3 separate regions of the Mus musculus genome follow, and regions 2 and 3 are each linked to region 1. Evidence: chromatin contacts called from public promoter capture Hi-C data. All regions are on one chromosome and are shown on one strand. Each heading gives the region's core, a stretch centred on a gene start, on an enhancer-like site or on the middle of the called end of the contact. The rest is flanking DNA. Distances are from core to core; before and after follow the strand shown. Region 1 holds the start of Rpl6 (ribosomal protein L6). Region 2 holds the start of Rita1 (RBPJ interacting and tubulin associated 1). Region 3 holds the start of Cfap73 (cilia and flagella associated protein 73).

Region 1 (3,808 bases), core at 523-3,022:
ATTTCAAAAAGAAAAACCAGAAGGGCTGGGGAAGAGAGAGAGAATCGGATTGTACTCTGAGGTCTTCACAGTGCTCTGTTTTCTGTGGTCTTCAGTGTCATGAGGTCTTTAGAGGCAGCCCACCACTCCCTCTTTCACCTTTAACCACAGCCAGAGAAAGGGAAGAGATTCCTGGAGACTCAACCATGAAGATGGGGTTTAGAGCCGAATTGAAGGGCCACAGACATGGCTCAGTGGGTCAGGTGCTTGCTACAAAGTTCTGAGTTCCATTCATGGGACCCACACTGTGGGACAACAAAAGTGGTTGTAAGTTGTCCTCAGACCTCCACCCACACAGCACACACACCCACACACACACACACACATATAGAAAGTCAAGAGAGGGTGGGTGGCTATGGGGGACTTTTGGTATAGCATTGCAAATGTAAATGAGCGAAATACCTAATAAAAAATGGAAAAAAAAAAAAAAGAAAAAAAAAAAGAAGATAAAAAAAAAAAAAAGAAAGTCAAGAGAAAAGCTCCTACCACTAGCAACAGGCAACAGACAAGTAGAAGACAATAGAAATCATGTGTATACGTCGTTCTAAGCACTATGAGGTAGAGGATAATTGTTATATGCGGGGCCTGTGATGACCTAAGTCCTCTTAAGATGACTGATCTCTAGGCCTCATGTGGTAGAGAGAGCCGGCGTCCCCAAGTTGTCCACTGACTTCCATCTGTATGCTGGGGCATGCATCCACTCCCCACTCCCACATGCTCACATAAGCATACACATAAAATAAAATGTAATAAAAAGTAAGGCACTGTCAGGTATACAGTGTCATTTTTCAAAGGATAGTAGCTTATTTAAAAATGTAATGAACAAAAAAGTTTTATTTTAAATCTTATTTATTTTTTCCTATTTAATTTGTTTATTTTGTTTTGGGGGCAGGGTTTGCTTGCATAGCCTTGGCTCTCCTAGAACTAGCTTTGTAGTTCAGGCTGGCCTCAAACTCACAGAGATCTACCAGCCTCTGCCTTCCTAGTGCTGGGATTGAAGGGGTGTGCCACCACTGTCAGACTTTTTTTTTTTAAAGATTTATTTATTTATTTATTATTTATGTATTTGGTTTTCAAAACAGGGTTTCTCTGCATAGCCCTGGCAAGATTTATTTATCTTATGTATATGAGTACACTACACTGTAGCTGTCTTCAGACACACCAGAAGAGGGTATGGGATCCCATTACAGATGGTTATGAGCCATCATGTGGTTGCTGGAAATTGAACTCAAAAAACTCTGGAAGAGCAGCCAGTTCTCTTAACCACTGGGCCATCACTCCAACCCTAACCTTTAGTTTTTAGAAGATAACTCTGGCCAGGCGTGGTGCAACACGCCTTTAATCCCAACACTTGGGCGGCAAAGGCAGGTGGATTTCTGAGTTCGAGGCCAGCCTGGTCTACAGCATGAGTTCCAGGACAGGCAGGGCTACACAGAGAAACCCTGTCTCGAAAAACCAAAAAAAAAAAAAAAAGAAGAAGAAGGAGGAGGAGGAGAAGAAGAAAACTCTGTAAAGTCCTTTCTTCCACCACATGAGTCGCAAGGCTCAAAGTCTGTTCATCATTTTAGGAGAAAGCGCTTTTACTTGCTCAGCCATCTCAGCTGCCCTTACCTATTAGGGTGGGGGTGGGGCCTGGGGGGACGTTCCCTAGGTGCATTGCCACGGAGTAAAGAAAAACTACATTTCCCATGATGCCCCATACAGGAAGGAAGTGATCTTGGTCACCTCCCGTCATTGCTTATAGACCGGAAGCCGCTGCCTTAGTTCTCTTTCCCGTCTTGCAAGGTAGGAATGGCGGGCGTCTGTGTGGCAGCGGCTTTCGGGACCCCAATCCTCGTCCATCCGAAATTGGGGGACATCCGGGGATCACTACCCAGGGCCGCCTATGGTCGGGATCATTCGCCAGATCTCTCGGGAGCTTCATTTCTGTCAGCGTGGGTTGGCGGGGGGCTAAGAACGAGCGTAGCGCCCGAGATGGTCGCTGGGCCCTGCCGGCTGCCGTAACCTGGGGAGGGTTGGAGGGCCTGTGTTGCGACTTGCGACCCTGCAGTGGGGGTTCCAGAACCTTCTGTTGAGCCTGTCTTGGCCACGTTGGGCTTCGCGACTGAAGGTGGGGAACCGCGTCCCCGGAAGACGACCGGAGAGCACCGCTGTCGGCTACTTTGCGGAGCTGGGGCCATCGTGGTGGCTTCGGGACCTAGGGCGACACCAGAGGGGGAGGTCTCGGGTGTTCCGTGCTGGTGCATGGGTTTGGATTTATGGCAGGCCCGTTCCCCTGGGTCTGTCATAGTGTCCCGTGCTAGAGCAACCCGTGGCCCCGAACCATTGCCTGGCCTCTGCCTGTAGGCTGCTGGCACTGAAGTGGGTCGCACAGAAGAGCCTCGAGATTCTGGGCTTCCTTGCCTGTGTAGACACTAGCAAAGATTGTCTTTGGTTTTCTGATTCACAAAAATGGAAGAATAAGATAAGGAACCACAAAAAAGTTTTTTAGCAAAAAAAAAAAAACAAAAAAACTAATAGTGCTAGATACTTAACCCTGTGTTTGGAAGGAAGAGGCATTGCAAGCATCAGAGGATGGTTTTCATACTAGCTTGTTGACAAATGGTTGATGAAATGCCTTTATTGTTTATATCCCTAGATGGCGGGTGAAAAAGCGCCTGATACAAAGGAGAAGAAACCTGCGGCCAAGAAGGCTGGCAGTGATGCTGCTGCCTCCCGGCCCCGGGCCGCCAAAGTAGCCAAAAAGGTTCACCCTAAGGGTAAAAAGCCCAAGAAGGCGAAGCCCCATTGCAGCCGAAACCCTGTCCTGGTGAGAGGAATTGGCAGGTACTCCCGATCTGCTATGTACTCCAGGAAGGCCTTGTACAAAAGGAAATACTCGGCTGCCAAGACCAAGGTAGGAGAGGGAACGGATGGCCCACTATGATGCCTTATTCCTGCGTTTGAGGTCTGGCAGGATCCTGGATTGATGGGTTTGTCTTTGTAGGTTGAGAAGAAGAAGAAAAAAGAGAAGGTCCTTGCTACTGTCACCAAAACAGTTGGTGGGGACAAGAACGGTGGCACCCGGGTGGTGAAGCTTCGAAAAATGGTGAGATCTAGTTTGGGTTGCTTTCCTTGGGGTTAGGGTTGAGGCTTGTCTGAAAGAGGCTATGTCAGTCAAGTCTAGTTGGGATAAGCTCTCAGGCTGGGGGTGTAGCTCATAGTGGGACCAGCACACTGGGGTTCTGGCTACTCCATTGCTGGCAAGTGGAAGGTGGGTATTTATCAAACTTGTGGTATTGATGTCTAGTTTTCCCTCTTGAAGAAAGTGGGTGTGTGCCTTCTGCCAAGGTAGAAGAGGTATGATGCGCTTTGTACCTTTGCCTCGGGTAGCCTGGTCTGATCTGAAACTCCCTTCTGAGCCACCTTCCCCATATTTGGCTGTGACCTTAACTCCTAAGAAGTGTGTTAGAGTTCCAAGCCCCAAGGAAAGCTTGGGAATGAGTGGAGAGATGCCTCGGGGTAAGGGGACAGTGCTGTTCCCAGCCTCTGCTACAGGCTCTTCCCAGCCACCTGGAACTCCCACTCCCAAGGATAACTCAGTGGCACATGTACTCATGGGCATACCCAGGGACACATGCAAACCGCATTCCTTTAATCCCAGCCCTCGAGGGGCAAAGGCAGGCTGATCTCAATGTTCTAAGCCACCCAGGGCTACAGAGAAACCCTGTCTCAGAAAAGCAAAACAAGCCAAACACTTTTTAAAAAGGTTAGAGTGTCTGTCTCCAGT
Region 2 (3,808 bases), core at 879-3,378, 590 kb before region 1:
GCTCAGCAGAAATACATTATTTTTGCTTGAATAGTTCCCCTCCTCCCCAGAATCTCCTTTAATAAATTTTTATGGGGCTGGCGAGATGGCTCAGTGGGTAAGAGCACCAACTGCTCTTCCACAGGTCCTGAGTTCAAATCCCAGCAACCACATGGTGGCTCACAACCACCCGTAATGAGATCTGACACCCTCTTCTGGTGCTGTCTGAAGACAGTTACAGTGTACTTATGTACAATAATAAATAAATCTTTGGGCCGGAGCAACCAGGGCTGAGAGAGTGGGACGGACCAGAGAAAACAGGGTTGGTCCAAGTGAGCGGGGAAGACTGGAGCAAGCAGAGGTCCAGGTCCTAAATTCAATTCCCAACAACCACATGAAGGCTCACAACCATCTGTACAGCTACAGTGTACTCATATACATAAAATAAATCTAAAAAAAAAAAAAAAAAAAAAAAGAACCAAGGCGCTTGGCCATGGCCACACAACAGGTCCCTAACAAGCTGTTCCAGGAGACCTGACGGCTACTCTGGTGGTCAGTTTCAATTGCCAACTTGGCAAGATCTGGGATCATCAGGAAGGAGAGTGGCAGAGAGCAATCAGCTATGTCAGGCTGGCCCGCTGCCATACCTACGATAGACCTTCCCCTTAGTACTAGTGTTTTACCTGCACATGCCTGGGGTGTCAGAAGCGGGGGATGGGGGTCAGATACCCTGGGACTGAATAAAAGCAAGAGAGTGTGCTGAGCATGCAATGTGACCAACCATCTCCACCCCACACTGCTGTGACTTCTTATAACCAAGGAGAGCAACTCAAACCCTTTCTTGCCCAAGTTCCTTCTGCCAAGAGTATTTTATCACGGCAACCAGGAAAGGGACCAAGACAGCCACCCTTAAAACAGGAGTGCACCCCCCACCTTACCTGTATTTGTTTTTCTTCCTTGGTGTGAGGTTTGGGGTGCTGCCCCTGGAAGAGGGGGACTCACAGTCTCTCTTGGCCAGAGAGCCCTTCGGTGGTCCTGGGCCCACTCCTCTGGATCGGTTACAATTCTGCACCCAGGGTGGGTCAAAGTCTGGTTGGGCAGGTCTGGTTCTTGCTGGGCTGCCAAACAGGGTCTCATCCACATAGGATGCCCTGGCCTTGACCCTGTAGCTGGTGGGACTGCGGTGCTGAAGGTGGAGGGCTTTCATTCCGCTGCTGGGCCGGTGCCACCGGGGTCTTCACGTTGCCCAGTGGGTGTGGTGTGCCTGACAGACTCAGCCTCCAGGGCTCCCTGTAATAGGGGTCGGAATGAGCAATCAGCTTTTCCAAGTAAGAGCAGCAGCTTGGAATAACAAGCCCAAGGGCAAAAAGGGCTTTTTCTTGCTGAGGGAAAGCGACTGGTTTTTCTCAAAGGACTACTGTTGTTCAGTGGACACCTTGGAAGTGCTTCACTTTCTTGCCCGTCCCCGACACCCAATTTCAGTAGTCCAAGGTGGCCTGAAACTCACTATATTAAACTTTATTATATAGCCAAGAATGACCTTTAACTCCGGATCCTCCCGCTTCTACTTCCCACGGAGAACTGCACGATCGCCTGGCGTCTGAGGTGCATGGGTCAGGCTAAAGCAGGCACTGTCTTTTTAGTTGTGAAGACGGGAGAAAATGCCGTCAGCAAATATTTAATGAATAAGTAAATACACAATTACACCCTACAGTGTATGCTCAACAAATATAGTACGACTGCGGGCGTGCAGGGGAATGGCACCAACCAGACAAACTAATTAGGGTGGAAGAGGGAAAGGGGCTCCCAAGCTACTGTCGCCCCCCATTCCTACCTTGTGCAAAGCGCTTTGCAAACGTGGTGCGTTCCAGTCCTCGCCAACCAGTCTCATACGAAATGCATTTTCCCCGAGTCCAGCTCAGGCTCCCAACAGCAGAGTAGCAACGCACCGGCCAGCTTACAGAGCTGAAAGCGCAGGCGTCACGGGATCTCCATGCCTGGTGCTTTTTCTCCTGGAGCCTCCGGCCAGAAAGCTCTGTCTCCGCCACATTTAAAGCCTCATAGCACAGAATCAGCAAGGGCGCCACAGCGACACGCGCCCACCCGCATCCCTTGCTGGGCAACCGGTGCGACGCCCCACCCCTGCGCACTGGTACGTCCCTATACCCCGCCCTCGCGCTGATGGTACGTTCCACAGGCCACACCCCCAGCCTCATCTGTACATCCATTAGGCCCCGCCCCTTGGTAGGGTCAACCTTGCGTGGTTGGTACATTCCTCGAGTTTGTCCACACGTTCAGTTGTTATGTCCCTCAGGTCCTGCTCTCTTTACAGTTACCACATCTCTCACAGCTTGGCATTCGCGCAGTTAGTAGGTCCCTTAAGCATCTATCACGGTTCAGTTGACACATTCCGCCCCCACCAGTTGGTATGTCCCTCAGGCCTCGCCTCTGCCCGGCTGGTACACCACTTAGGCCCCGCCCCCGTTCTGTTGGTTCCTCCTTCTGGCTTCGCCCATTGATAAAGCCATGTTGACGCTCCGCCCCTGCGAAGTTGGTTGGTTTCCTCAGGCCCGGCCCCGCCCTACGGGTGAAACCTGGATTCTCGACGCCGCTCTTGCGTCTCACAGGCTCCGCCCCCGCGCAGTCGACGCGTCCCTTAGGCCCCGCCCTCTTCCGGGTCTAAGAGCCCGGCCCGCATGGCTGCTGGCAGACGTGTGGGACCTGGCCCGCCGTCGCGTCCCACCATGGCGCCGTGGAAGAAGAAGAGGCTGCGGAAACGCCGAACTGGGGCTTCCCAAGGCCGCGACAGCGACTCGGATGACGGCGAGTTCGAGATCCAGGCGGAGGATGACGCCCGGGCGAGGAAGGTAAGAGCGCGAGGGGGCTCCCTGTTCGGGCTCTCGGCCTGCGCCCTTCCGCTTGTCCGTCTCACTAATCGCGGTCCCTCATTGGGTCCCTTCGCGTGGGGGACGGGCTCGAGTTTACGCAGCCAATAGAAAGTGCAAGTGCGGAAGGTCCGCCTGAGTTTGGGGCGGTCTTAGATGAGAAAATTAAAGGGAAGGCCGGACCACTCTTCTGAGAAGCCGGTTTTAAACTAAACTAGTATTTACGGACTTATGTCGTGCTCTAGCTATGCCAGGCTCACCAGCAATGTCAGGGAGGACAGCAGGATTGGAACTGGGGATGGTCCGGTTCCAGTTGTATTCATCTTGGGGGATAGGTGTGATCACCAAGTGGGGCACAAAAGCCTATCGTTCATGACGCCCATCGTCTTGTGCATAGCGGGTATATCTGGTTCTCCATTTCTCCTTCCCAGCTCAGTCAATGAGCTGCACTCGTTAAGTGGTCAGTAAATGTGCAGAGACAGCTAGAGGCAATGAGAACGCTGGTGTTCATTGGCAAATACAAGAAGGCTGCTCCCGTGGTTCAGACCAAGGGTTTTGCTGAGGCCCAGTCCGGCACAGGCTGGCTGTAGTAAGACGTAATAAACTTTACAAGTCAAAACCCAGCCTGTGGGCTCTGAATGTAGCTTTGTTGATAGAGCGCTTGCCTGGCGTGTGCAGAGCCCTGGGTTTGAAGGCCATCACCAGGTAAAAGCAGGTATTGTGGCACACACCTGTAATCTTAGCTCCCAGGGTAGGAGTGGTGGCGGCAGGAGGATCAGGAGTCCAAGGCCACCCTGAGCTGGTAAGAGCGCCACCACCAATTCTTAATATTTTGCTGTACAAAAAAACCCAAAGGCTCCTCCAACCCGGGAAACACATGCTTATTAAAGGGCTTGTCGCACACCTGATGTAAATATGAACGGGAGAGCAGCCAAGTTCACACT
Region 3 (3,808 bases), core at 370-2,869, 570 kb before region 1:
AACTGTCATCCCCAGTCTGCTCCAGTGGCTTCCTGGAGGGACCCAAAGGGGAGGAGTTAACAAGAAGAGGGGGCAGACTCCCTGGGGAGGGTGTGTGTGTGTGTGACTGAGATGGCCTCACTCACAACCTACAGAGTCAGTTTGCTTTTGTTTTAAATGGTCTCATGTAGGCCAGGCTGGCCTTGAATTCTTGGTCTTGAAGCCTCTACCTCTTGAGTGTTAGGATGACAAGCATGGGGCTGGCACTCTGGATTTTTAATTTGTTCACAAGTTTGCTGTGTTCCTGTTCTGTCCAGGCAATGTCCTTGTCACAGAGGGTGTGACCATCAAGACAGACAGACAGACAGAAGCCCGTGTTCCTGGGAGCTGTACTCCCCTGAGGACCACAGACAGCTAAGATGGACACTAATAGCAAGCACTACCCGGTCACAGTGAACCCTGGGATATAAGAGTCAATATGACAGGACTGGAGAGATGGCTCAGCAGGTAAGAGCACTGACTGCTCTTCCACAGGTCCTGAGTTCAAATCCCAGCAATCACATGGTGGCTCACAATCATCTGTAATGGGATCCAAAGTCCTCTTCTGGTGTGCATCTGAAGACAGTGACAGTGTACTCATATAAATAAAATAAATAAACCTTAAAAAAGTCAGTAGACTAGAGGACTATTTTCAACATGGAGTCAGAAAGTCTGTCTGGTTGAAAGACAGACTGTGGCAGGCCACGGGGAAAGAAAACATTGGTCATAACCCAAAACGCTGGCCGTGACCCTGGCCAGAGATGAGAAACATGGGCAAGTTTTGAGCTTGGGGACAGTGAGTGCTCATGATGGGGGGCTTAGGATGCTCCGGCAAGGATGTCATTCTCATCCAGGTAGATATAATGGGGAGGTAAGAATGGACCCACTTGGTACAGCCGTCAGCCAACAGAACAGGGTAGGATAAGAGAGGGGTGACAGGGACCTCAGCAGCTGCAAGGATGTCCCTCTGAGGGATGTCTGTAGGATGACCACCCAAACTGGGAGCGTTTCTTCGTGGGGAGTGCTCCAAGAGAGACTGGCTGTGGGAGCCCAGCTCTCCCGGGGGTTGGTGAGATGGGAGGGAGTCAAAGAGAGTCTGACATCTCATTCAACAAGGCTCACCCAGCCCCTCATCAGAACAGTCAACGCGCCCCCGCCCCCACCCCTGCCCCAACTTGACAGATACAGGTCTCAGGGTCTGCAGGCAATACACCACAGAGCTGACATCCTTAAAATGCAGCTTCTCTGCTGGCCAGCAGCTCACAGGAAAATATTCCTTCCCACTCTGGTTCAAGGAGTTCATCTCTGAGATACTGGCCAAGGCTGGAGGCAGGAGCATGCTAGTCATCACGGAAGCTTAGAGGCTGGGCTCTAACCTGCTCACAGAGACCTTGGAGGGGAGACCTATCTGAGTTACGCATTCTCTTAGGGTTCTTGCACCCAAACTGCCCAAAGGAACGGGGCTGCAGGGACCCTAGAAGAAGGGATGGCCTCTCTGCTCGCTCTCCCTCCATCTTCCCCATTCACCCTCTCTTGGACCACTCACGGTTGCACTTTCTCGCTGAAGACCAGGCGGAAATACTCCTCCCAGGTCACTGCCATTGTTGCACAGGTGTCTCCAGCCACCTTAGCACAAGCCGAGGGACTGTCCTGTCTGGAACTCCCAGAAGCCCAAGGCCGAGCAAGCCGTGGTTGCCTGGGCAGCCAACAGTACACATTCTGTTGCCAGGCAGCAGCTTAGGACACACTCCTGACAGGGACAGACAGCAGCCAGAAAGGGAAGCTATCCTCTAATCTAAATTTGGAGGCTGTGGACAGGACGTGGGTCCTGGGGTCAATATTTTCTTTCCCGGGGGCAGGGGGAAGGAAAGCTGGGTCTAGCCATGCCTCTTCTCAGCTGGGTACAGTTTGGCATCATCATGCAACAGTTGGCTCCTTCATCCACACGGGAGATTAGGAGGAGCTGGATCGGGTCTCAGGGCTACAGCTCTCTCCTGTCACTGGGAGACTGAAGCTGGCGAATCTCTATGAGTTCCAGGACAGCTGGGGCTACACCAAAAAAGCCCTATCTTGGAAACAGCAGCAACACATTTATTCCATTTATTTACTGCATGTGGACATGTGTGCATCTGTGTATATATGTGTGTGTATGTATACTGTGCCCCCCCAAAGGGTAATTATTGAGTGCCTACTGTTTGCCCAGCCCTATGTACTACTGTCAGTCATTCTGAGGATGACTGCTGAGGAAGGGCTCTATTCCTTTGAGCTCCTGGCCCATGCAGATGATGGGGCTACCCATGTAGGTGATGCGGAGGTACCCATGCCAGTGATGGGGTTATGTCTCATGGAGCCTCAGCCTGGTTTGGAAAAAGCACTGCTCTGAAGAAGTACCCTGGGGAGGGCGGGTGATTTGCATTTGACCGGTGGAGGAGGGAGAGGCTGTCCCAGTTAGAGTAATTACTGTGGGTCAGACAGGATGCCCTCTGTTGTATAGTACAGCATTTAACCCAAGGCACTGGTACTAGGGGAAAGGACTTAGCAACAAATGGCCACCGTATAGCCAACCGGAAGCAGCAAGCAGTCCTTGGTCATCTGCTTCAAACTGTTCCAATCCCTCCCTCCTCCCCTCCCCTTCTTTCACCTCCACGACACAGGCTGGCCTCTAACTCACCGTGGTTCTCCCGCATTTGTTTCCTGTCATTTCCCCTTTCAAACGAATATATTTCTTTTTGTTTACCTTTAATTTTTTTTTTAATTGCTGGACACAGTGGCTCACACCTTTAATTCCAGAACTTGGGAGACAGAGGCTGGCAAATCTTTATGAGTTCCAGGACAGCTAGGGCTACACACAAAAAAAGCTCTATCTTGGAAACAACAACAACAAATTTATTACATTTATTTAGTGTGTGTGTGTGTGTGTGTGTGTGTGTGTAAAACCTGTGAGACTGGTTTCTCTCTTAACCTCATGGGACCTGGGGAGTAAGCCTCCTGTCTCCATCTCACAAATGCTGTGATTTACAGGCATGCCGGATAGCTTTATGCCAGCTTCACACACGCTAATGTCGTCAGAGAGGAGAGAACCTCAACTGAGAAAATGCCTCCAAAAGATGTACCAAAAAATGTCTACCAGCTGTAGACAAGCCTGTCAGTCATTCTTTTCATTAGTGATAGATGGGAGAGGGCCCCGCCCACTGTGGGTGGGACCATCCCTGGGCTGGTGCTCCTGAGTTCTGTAAGAAAGCAGGCTTAGCAAGCCATGGGGAGCAAGCCAGTGAGCAGCATCCCTCCATGGCCTCTGCATCAGCTCCTGCCTCCTCCAGATTCCTGCCCTGTCTGAGTTCCTGCCAATTGCCATTGGTGATAAACAGTTCTACGGAAGTGTGAGCAAAATAAACCCCTTCCTCCCCAAGTTGCTTTTGGTCACAGTGCATCGCAGCCACAATAACCCTAACTAGGACAGCTACCCAGCTCTATTCAGCTGATTGGTGGATTTAAGATAAGGTCTCACTGTGGAGACCTAGGCTGGCCCCAGATTCACAAGCCTTCCTCAGACTCCAGCATTGTGCTTCCAGCGTTGTGCCAACCTATACTTATTTGCAATGCCTGCACTGCTTAAAACCACTCCTAAGGAGTTTTGTTAGGGGATATTTTTAAAAAGCGATCTAAAATAACCCACGTTCTCCCTTTGGAGCATTTTGCATTAAATTACCCACATTATCTTTCTGTGTAACCTGATGTAAGGCTTCAGCAAGAAACATGAGCTCATTTTTCTTAATTAAAAAAAAAATGG

Evidence for each region. Promoter capture Hi-C pulls out the DNA fragments that hold promoters and counts their contacts.
Region 2: a promoter capture Hi-C map of neural stem cells shows a contact between it and region 1. The contact joins the promoter of Rita1 here to the promoter of Rpl6 in region 1. A contact is called at or near these places in 5 of 39 promoter capture datasets (the 3T3-L1 cell line, cranial neural crest, frontonasal cranial neural crest and 2 more), 3 of 484 Hi-C or Micro-C datasets (embryonic stem cells, muscle stem cells and myocytes) and 5 of 115 datasets of contacts at active chromatin or transcription factors (double positive thymocytes, embryonic stem cells and pancreatic cancer cells).
Region 3: a promoter capture Hi-C map of hippocampal neurons shows a contact between it and region 1, with 3 times the contacts expected there. The contact joins the promoter of Cfap73 here to the promoter of Rpl6 in region 1. A contact is called at or near these places in 2 of 39 promoter capture datasets (the 3T3-L1 cell line and hippocampal neurons), 1 of 484 Hi-C or Micro-C datasets (embryonic stem cells) and 1 of 115 datasets of contacts at active chromatin or transcription factors (double positive thymocytes).

The regions. Positions count from the first base shown.
Region 1 is chr5:121,202,729-121,206,536 of GRCm38.p6, forward strand. It overlaps Rpl6 (ribosomal protein L6), which reads left to right and starts at 1,773. Exons shown (of 7, transcript NM_011290.5): 1 at 1,773-1,824; 2 at 2,678-2,935; 3 at 3,026-3,127. The coding sequence starts at 2,678. LOC115490270 (a small nucleolar RNA gene) reads left to right here and starts at 2,282; the gene lies at 2,282-2,415.
Region 2 is chr5:120,610,461-120,614,268 of GRCm38.p6, forward strand. It overlaps Rita1 (RBPJ interacting and tubulin associated 1), which reads right to left and starts at 2,129. Exons shown (of 3, transcript NM_029096.3): 1 at 1,814-2,129; 2 at 918-1,269. The coding sequence starts at 1,186. It overlaps Ddx54 (DEAD box helicase 54), which reads left to right and starts at 2,670. Exons shown (of 20, transcript NM_028041.2): 1 at 2,670-2,846. The coding sequence starts at 2,676.
Region 3 is chr5:120,632,616-120,636,423 of GRCm38.p6, forward strand. It overlaps Cfap73 (cilia and flagella associated protein 73), which reads right to left and starts at 1,620. Exons shown (of 7, transcript NM_001195094.1): 1 at 1,565-1,620; 2 at 1-32. The coding sequence starts at 1,620.